2 separate regions of the Bombyx mori genome follow, and region 1 is linked to region 2. The links are chromatin contacts, called in public Hi-C maps. All regions are on one chromosome and are shown on one strand. The core of a region is the stretch at or near the end of the contact, and the rest is flanking DNA. Distances in the headings are between cores, read along the strand shown.

Region 1 (4,491 bases), core at 262-2,761, 38 kb before region 2:
ACCAGGTGGACTGTGAGCTCGTCCACCCATCTGGGCAATAAAAAATAAAAAGCATAAATGGGTGATCTAACGTACGCCATACTGTTGCATAAAATGTTTAACGTAGCGCGAAGACTCCAACTTATAAATGACGTCATTACCTTGAGATATAAGGTCGCAGTCATAATTGTAAAAATGTCCCACTCTTCAAACCGGAACGCATGATTGCTTTACGACAGAAATAGGCAGGTCGGTAATACAGATTCGAGCGCCTAGTGCACGAGACATACATAAAAGATAATCTTTTTCTTGTCCACTTTCCACGAAGTGGGATCGACGCATGATTAGTTAGTAGATAAAGTTTGGGGCAATACTCTATGCGTCCATATAGTCTATGCCTCTAATTTAAAGCATCCCTTGAGACCTGGAAACGGAAGCTTGAGCTGGAAGGTATTGCACAGAAAAACTGATATCAAGATCCTTTGTGTCAAATGAACAATACAATTCACAATACATAAAATCAAATGACAAGGACGTTAGTCATGTTCTAAAGATAGAAATTATATTCTGAATGCTCTGAAAAATGATATAAAAAAGATATACACGAAAACGTACTGACGTTTCCTTATCTCGTATCGATTTCCGGTACACATAACACATACGAAAATCCTATGTAAGGTCATTAATTTTCGAACATTTAAATTGAGAATAAATTCCCTTTAAAAATAAAAAAACAAGTTCTATAAATAGACTCTAAACCGCTATGTCTTGTTCATTATCGTATGCACCTGCAGGGAAAGTATTTTTTGTGTATCCTGTATTTGAAAACCATCAAACATTCACGCAACATCTGTTTGAAACGGAAACATTTTTTGTGATTGCAGCCATAGTGTAATCCTGCAGCACTGATTTCCGTTATTTAGGTCAAAAAGTATCTTAAAATAAGTTTACTTTGTAAAAAAATAAGCCAATAGTTTTTACGGGAAATGCAGAAGAATAAGATACGTTACTTTCTTAATTTGTTATTGATCTATGTTATTATAATTAATTTTCTTTTTTTATTCAATCAAACAATATTGTAGAAACAATAAACGGAAAAAAACCGTTCGAGTTCTTAAAATGTATGGTGAATAATAAATTTAAAATTCATACATTGATAAAATATCTTGATGAAATATCATGTTTGATCTTGTTAAATGCAACAAGAAACAATACGCTAAATAAAATAAACTATTTAAGGAACACAATCTCAATTAATTTGTCGTTAATTACTGCATAGAAGAAGCTAAAAATCGAAAACTGGATTTATAAAAATAATGCTGAAACACTCTACTGAAGGACCGGGTGCATATTCCGATGAACGTCGTTTCTTATTTTTTTGTTGCGAGTACGCGGAAACAAACGGCGGCAAACAATTTTCCATACAAACTCAGGCTCACCGGAAAGTACCTCATTTATTTCCCGCCATCCGGTGTCTCGACCAACCGAAATTTGGCGCCTAAATTTTAGCTAGCCAATAGGACAAATGGCCGCCATTTTTATCCAATCAGCACCGAGCCCGCGCTCTGGCTACGCGTCATTGTCGTATCTTGAAAATTAGTACGAAGGTAGTGCAGTGAATGAACCCCGTCTTCAAATCAAAGATTTTCCGTGTAATAATAATTAAATACCTTAAGGTGAGTGTCCAACAGTATTTAATAGTTAGCTATAGGTTTTCATAAATTTTCACGTAATTTTGTTTAGTTTTTAACTGAAAGAGAAATAAATGTCGCAATATTATTGGCAATATTTGAATGAGACAGTTAGTCTAACACGGAACTAATTGAACCTAGCTTGTGACAAAATTAATATTTTCGATGTAATAGTATTAATTTACAAATAACTCTTGTTTTTAACATGAAAATTTCCAGATAGACGCTACTCAAATCTAGTCAATCGAGTTTTGGCAAAATGGCGTCGAGTTTTACCGTGCTATTAATACATTTTCTATCCTTGTCACACTTGAGGTTTATTTACCATCGCGAAAGAGATAGATATATTTCTGATAAGCGGTATTGAATTATGCTGCAACAACACGTAACCAAGACACGTCCTCGTTCGTCGTAAACAAGTTAATTCAAAAATGTTGCCATGATTTTGCGTTACGTTGCTTACTCTTATCCAGAACACAACAGAGATTAGTTAAATAAACTATTAACCAATAATTTACTTGAAACGTGTACACGCAAAAGTGTTATATAATGATGTTTATAGTCAGTATTTTTCTTAACTTTGCATGATTAAATTTTGTTGTTTTAATGTGTTTGTGAGTAGGTTTGTAAACTATAATATAATTTTTGTTTACAACTAAATATCAATATTCATTAGTAGATACCTAATTAAGCCCGCTTAATGTGGAGGAGCTTATTAGTAAATGGAAAAAACAAGGTCGAACTTTCCATCATCTAAAAAATTATTCGAAGCTATTGCCATCTAGTGAAGGAAAAATGTACTATTTACTGTCCTTAAACAAAACCGACGCTTGCGCTGCATTCGCAACTATCGAAATGCGTGCGTGGCGCTAGTATCGCCCCAAGCTTGGTAATTTTTTTCTTGTTCGTCGACAAACTGGCGATCGTACTCCTGTTGTATGGACGTGCGACGTCACCGCGTGACTTGCCGCGTCATTTACGACTTGTTTACACTAAACCAATAAATACGTTTTCTTATTAGTGCGGGATGGACTATACCTTATCTGAATAGTTAAACCAATATTGTTTTGCGATAAATTGAAACTGACCTTGTTTGTGATAGGTGAAGACAACGTCGTGGATGTTAATCGGTGTTGTGTTTCGCTGTTTGGACTCTATTGAGATGTCTGCTTTGAGTGTGAGGGCGCCCGGCCTACAGGCCACGACGACTGTGCTGGACACTAGGTCGCTTCGAGTTCGCGGAGTTACCGCTCTCGATGGTGTCAGAAGGAATTTATTCGGCTGTACCGATAGAGAAGAGAATAGAAGATTCGTTGAGAGAGAATTGGCGAGACAATTGGAATTGGACAGTCAAAGATGGGGCTTCGATTTTGCAAATGAACAACCTTTACCGGGCATTCAGAGATTCGCGTGGCAATTAGTACCAGCGTCTGCAGTTCCGGTAGCGTTAAGAAGGTCACCGATCACAACCTCGATGCCGAAACAGAATACATCCACCCAGGAGGCTAAAGTTTCAAGTCCAGAGAGCACCAAGACCCAAAAGAGAATAACAGGTACGTAACATAACTTTAATCTAAGCACATTCGTAATTTTTTATTAACAGCCAGTGACAACTGCCAAACTGTATAATAGTATCTCGAGCTCACCGGTTTCAATCCGATAAACAGAGATGCATGCACATTTATTTATTTTTTCTTAGCTCAGAAAACATAGTGTGTTGCTGATAAGGCGATAACGAATGCAATGTCACTTTGATTTGACATTTTCGTGTGATATTACAAGATCCGAATTCGAATTCATTACCTGGTTGATCTAATTTAATATGTTTTAAGCATTGATTACGTGTAACAATGTACAATGCTCAATGAAGTCTTCACTGGCAGACGCATCGGCGCGTTTCTTAAATAGGCAGTTGCATAGTCTTGGCACTAACTCGTATATTCTATACGTTCTCTTTACAAACATAACGTAATACACACTATAGCCAGGTATTAATAATATTATTAACTTTCGAACAAAAACAAATCGGGCACATTCTAATTTTCAATTACGATGATGTAAAAAACTGCCCTAAGTAACTTGATGTTTCTCGATTTTTTTTCCATCAAGGTGTCGCGTACTTCATAAAGGGTCCAATTATAGACCTCCCATTATATAATTTGTAACACTGTAATTAAAAAATTGTAGTCTTTTCTTGAGTAATTTCGAATGAACTTTCGTCGAGTTTAAGGGATAATTAGAAGAAAAAAATCTAACTGATTATTATAATGTTTGTAGGCGTCGCAAAACCACAGACCCTAATGAGTAACTTGAACTTAAACAAAAAACAGTTTACTTTATTATTAAATTATGAATAAACCGCATGTACCATTTAACCTAGATTCGCATTGTTTTGATACAACGCCTCCGAGTGAGATATATTACGAGCCTCCCACACGTGTCCCATTTTATACATTTTGACATCTGCGGCTGAACTGGTAAACAGAAGATAAAGACGTACACATTGGCAAATATTTTTTTCAGCTCAACCGAAAAGTTACGGTCTCATAGACTTTTTTTTAATTTGCAAATTCCTCGATAAACTTTTATACTGAATAGGTAAATATGAAAATGGCCACGATTAAAGAATATTTGAAAAAAAAACTTGGGAAAATGTTTATAAAAATAATTTACCATGTAAAATAAAATTTTTCAATAATCTGTCTTTAGAATTTACAAAAAAAAAGAACAACGGACACATATTTCATATTTTACCTTTTTAATAACTTAAATGGCAAACTCAGCGTGCGTTCTGCGGTTATTTTTGGCGGAGTTAATAACA
Region 2 (4,580 bases), core at 1,192-3,691:
ATCACACAAAAAAAACACGTATTCGTCAATATTTAATTCAATTTATTTAAACAGAAGATACAAGATACAAGAAGCGAATCAAGCCTTATTAAACGAACGTTCAAAGCTGTACAATAGATGCTACCTGGATACATGTCACTTATTTGTTTAGGCAGCCACAGCACGATTCAAAACCAGTAGCTGTGAGCCCAAACATACGATCGTACGACGCTCGAGGGGAATACTTTTTGTTTCTCTTTTTAACTAAAACCACTCGCGCAACCTTCACCAGGGCTGTCCGCCAATCAAATGGTACTCAACATTCAATTGTTACAAAATACAACCGAGCGGTTTCGACGTCGCCTTTCACTTGGCCTAGATATTTTGGAACTGGTCGGACGAAGCGACAATGCAATCGCTTTATCACTTTGCCATATAAACGACAACAAAGCGCTTCCTGCGTAGAATTTAGCCGCTACGAAACATTTAAACTTCAACTGGTCTAGCAGCCCTGTGACGAATTAAATAAAAAGCTCCGGTCGCGAGCTACGGCAGCGAGCCAACCTGTTTGGTTACGGGACGCTAAGACGCCCACGCCACTCAAATCCGCGCTCGACACATGCAACGTTATGTTATAGTGTGGGTAGACGCACGCCAGATCAAGTTTGGACTTGCTTTCGGATACGTCACCGCGTCGTCAAGGAAAAACGCAGGACTTTTTGTACTAGACCCGCAAGACTGCAAGAAATTAACTGTTGGTCCTCTTCTAACACTCGCGTTAGACAGAGATAAAGAAATATTTTTCTGATAAACTTAACTTAAAACGCTCGACAGCACTAACAACGTCCGCAAATTTAAAGCTTTGTCAGCTTTTAGTAATCGTATAGGATACGTTGAATGCATTATGCGAACTCTTCATCATATTATTATGGTCTATATGAGTGATGAGTCTATAGATCATGTATATATGATATAAATTATATACCTACAATCTTAAAGCCTTCCATGATTATAACGCATTTTTATAGCGCGTTCGTGCATAATAATTTCGGAACAGCAAAAAACGAAAATTGAAATTTGAAGCTCCTTATATGGAATACGGAATCGGAACTTTGAACCGATAATATTATAACTAAAAAGAAAACTAGACACTCGAAAATAATATAAATTATTACATTGCGTAACTAAGAAAGGAGTTTTTCATATATTGTTGTATTAAATAGTATTTTCTACCCGCTCTTAACAAAGACATAGACAACGGATGCATGTCATTGCTGACCTTCGAGCCAACGTGGACTGCATGCTTATGCAGTCACTATGCAAGGAACCTTGCAGCTCGATCAACAAGAATTTAACAGCTACAGAAAACCGCGGCGTATCACATTTTTTACTATCCAAGTCACGGACGGTCACAACACAGATATCGTTGCTGTGAGAATAAAAGTGTTGAGAACATAAATGAGAATGCCTCTCGCGGTAAACAGAATGGAAGCAACATCGAATGTCGTTTGGATCGGTGCTCGCAACGATATTTAGGTCGACGGAAATAGCCACGGCACTCTGACCATTGCAATTTGAGCACACAACTTGTGTGTACACCAGCTCACTAGATTATTTAATAAAACTGACTATACCTATAAACGAGCTGGCTTCACGTCTTGTCGCTAGGAAGTAACATCAATATACGTATCACTTACTACAGACTTATCCAAATCACTCGAACGAATTTTACGCTTATATTTATCATTCAAGGCTCTTCATACGGAATCAATCGAAGAGTAATTTAATGTATTATCAAAATCCAAGTCTTTCTACGCCACAGAATTAGCTTGTAAACGATAAATGATTGATAATGCCAGCGATAAGTGTGTGCGAGTTGTTTGCGCAGCGTATACGCCCCGCCCGCGCCTTCTCTAACTCCAAGGCCATTTTATTTACGCACCCGCATGTTTACTATCCGGCCGCTACATATAGACCACGCCACTGAGCACATAAACAGTTGGCGGATTCGCAACGCAAATCGGTCACGTTATACTAGAAGAGAGAAAATGGCGGGAAACGCTCCATTGAGCGCTTGGCGGGAACGGTTGCGCAACCACGTGAAAGTATATTTCGTTAGCGTAGAGATTTATTTATCTACGATTTCTTTTACGATGGAGTCTATTTATGATTTGAGTTGTATGCGGGATATAGAAACAACCTTAAATAATCTAATCATAGTATCACCTACCTATTCTGTGACAGCTCACGGTCAGCTAGATAATATTTAGAGAATTAAATGTTATTGTATGTCGCTGATAATATCATAACATTGACACTGCTTTCTAGATAGCGTTCACAAATCACTTTCAAATTTTAATAGGTTATGTTTTCTATTTCCACGTGATAACATTTGGCGGGAAACTGCTTCCAGTGGTCGACCTTTGAGGTATTACGTCATTGACATAGTTCTCGACTGCAGAAACCGACAGTTTTTTTGTTGTGACTCAGACGTTGGTTTATTATAAATTTTTGCCATGTTACTCTTATAGTTACATGTTCATCGAATTCCATAGCTATAGGGAAGGTTAAATAAAGCGTGACGACGAAAAAATAAATTTAGTGAAAGATATATAAATATATAAAATAGTATTTCATAAAAATATATATTTTATAATAAAATATGATATTACATAAAATGTGATATAATAGGTATTACGTATTAAATATTTGGCGCCGTGAACAAAAAACGAACAAATATGGTATTTAAATCGAACATAAAAATTAAATTTGAATAACATTAATAAAAACAAGAAACGAAAGACTTTATCAATATTCACGAGCACGCGAGTTATATTGTCAAATGTTGATCCGCATTGGCTAGAACCTCGGTAATGTAACCTTGGACATTGTGTGTTGCTAGGCCGATCCGCCCGGCACACGATAAACAAAACTACAAGAATCATTCCGAACTACTAACTCAATATTAATTTGCAAAACGGTCTCATGAGATTACATTTAAATTTATTCCAAATAATGCCGATATCTGAACGCACGCTATAATAAATACGTATGATAATAATAATTGTATTGTACGTATCCTATGCTATATTACGGTTACTAATGTTTATGTAACTTTATCGTTTATTGCGTGCGATGTGTGTTGTTCTGTTATCTCGTCTCATTGTTCTGCGATAATATACTCGTAGAATTGTTTTTAAAAATTAAAATCCAAACAAAAACATCGTTACCTATTTAGAAACTCTTCTTAAATGTTGGCTGTTCTAGTTCAAGAAACATAATAGATATTTTAGACACTTGAAGCTACACAATTTCTAAGCCAAAACATTATCAAACATTCCCGAACACATAATTTATTAGATCACGTCAAAAATGTCTGAAAACTCTTAACGAAATTCACAGCTACCCTCAACCCCGTATTTCACAGGCTGGAAGACCATTACAAAGCAGATTAAACAGTAGTAAAAATGAACGTAAAATTTTTATGGTTATGAACACCATATTTTTTCAGAATTAGAAATGGTCACAAAGCCCGTCGCCGCCCCCAGGGGACTTACAAAAAAGAATTCCGGTGCATTAAGTGCTTTACGGGCTGGCTTTTACAGTCTCGTCCTAGTGGATGAAGTCGTAAATTATAACAAGTCGACTGCAACAAGGTGCAGCCATCGGGGCTACGTTACCAACAGCTTCAGATAGTCGTAAAATCCGTGTACCGATCTATTGTAGTTCCCGCCACGCCTTCGCGGCTTTACTACTCGTTTTATGAATTACAATCGTACTTATATTCAAATGAGCGGTCTATTCTCATCGCACCCTATCGATAAACTGTAACGTCGATGTTAAAGTTATCGCTTTTGTTTTCAGATTTCTTGAAGCCCCGGAAAAGGCTATCGGGGAACGGGAAGAAGTCCCCCGCGCACAGCCACAAGCACGAGTGTGGTCATGGGGCTCACATTCGTCCTCCCAAAGTGGCTCGTCTATCGCAGCCGCATTTCAAACGCACGAGCTAGGCCTTCCTGCACCGCCTACCCACTGCCGGCCAGATTGAACAAAACCATCCCAGGACTCTTGGGCAGCTCTGTGAACCCATTCTCTATTCGTAGCCAAATCCCTCGCGCAGGCCAGTGACGCTTAAACGTTCGAAACCTAAATAAAATCATGTGCTGTTCAATATGGCGGACGGCTTTTTATTTTATGAAATTGTGCAAATTTAATTTTTAATTTCTTAATTTATTTTGAGTACCGTGACGTGTTCGCGCTCGCGGAATATAATAATGTTAAGTAATTTGTAAGATAATTCATAGATAGATACGGATAGCTTATAATTATTATTGATGTTTTACGTAAATTCACTTGTCACGCGACGCATCACAATACAGTTCGCCCCCTCTTTCGCCGCTCGACAGAACTGTTCCTGCAACAAAAGCAATATCATGTTGAACCTAAAACAGACTACACAGTCCCGTTTACATAGTGACAACTAATTATAAGTTTATTATGATCTCTTACAAGTAAATTAAGTTATTTAGATGTAATATCATAGTTTTAAATGTTAAGGTTTCAAGGACTAATCGGATGTGTCTGTTTTCATTGCCTCGATG

What was found. Hi-C and Micro-C count contacts between places; a contact is called where the count stands out from the background.
Region 1: a Hi-C map of middle silk gland shows a contact between it and region 2, with 2.8 times the contacts expected there. The contact joins the promoter of LOC101739436 here to the enhancer-like site in region 2. A contact is called at or near these places in 6 of 7 Hi-C or Micro-C datasets (middle silk gland, midgut, posterior silk gland and 1 more).

What each region holds. Positions count from the first base shown.
Region 1 is chr14:5,842,057-5,846,547 of ASM3026992v2, reverse strand. LOC101739436 reads left to right here and starts at 1,511. Exons shown (of 3, transcript XM_004922589.5): 1 at 1,511-1,655; 2 at 2,773-3,223. The coding sequence starts at 1,599.
Region 2 is chr14:5,805,227-5,809,806 of ASM3026992v2, reverse strand. It overlaps LOC101739436, which reads left to right. Exons shown (of 3, transcript XM_004922589.5): 3 at 3,844-4,580. The coding sequence ends at 3,989. Among protein-coding and RNA genes, the nearest start is that of LOC101739436, 38 kb to the left of the region's middle. Within about 2 kb of position 2,441, at least 8 of the 8 cell types and tissues checked have open chromatin away from gene starts, as enhancers often do.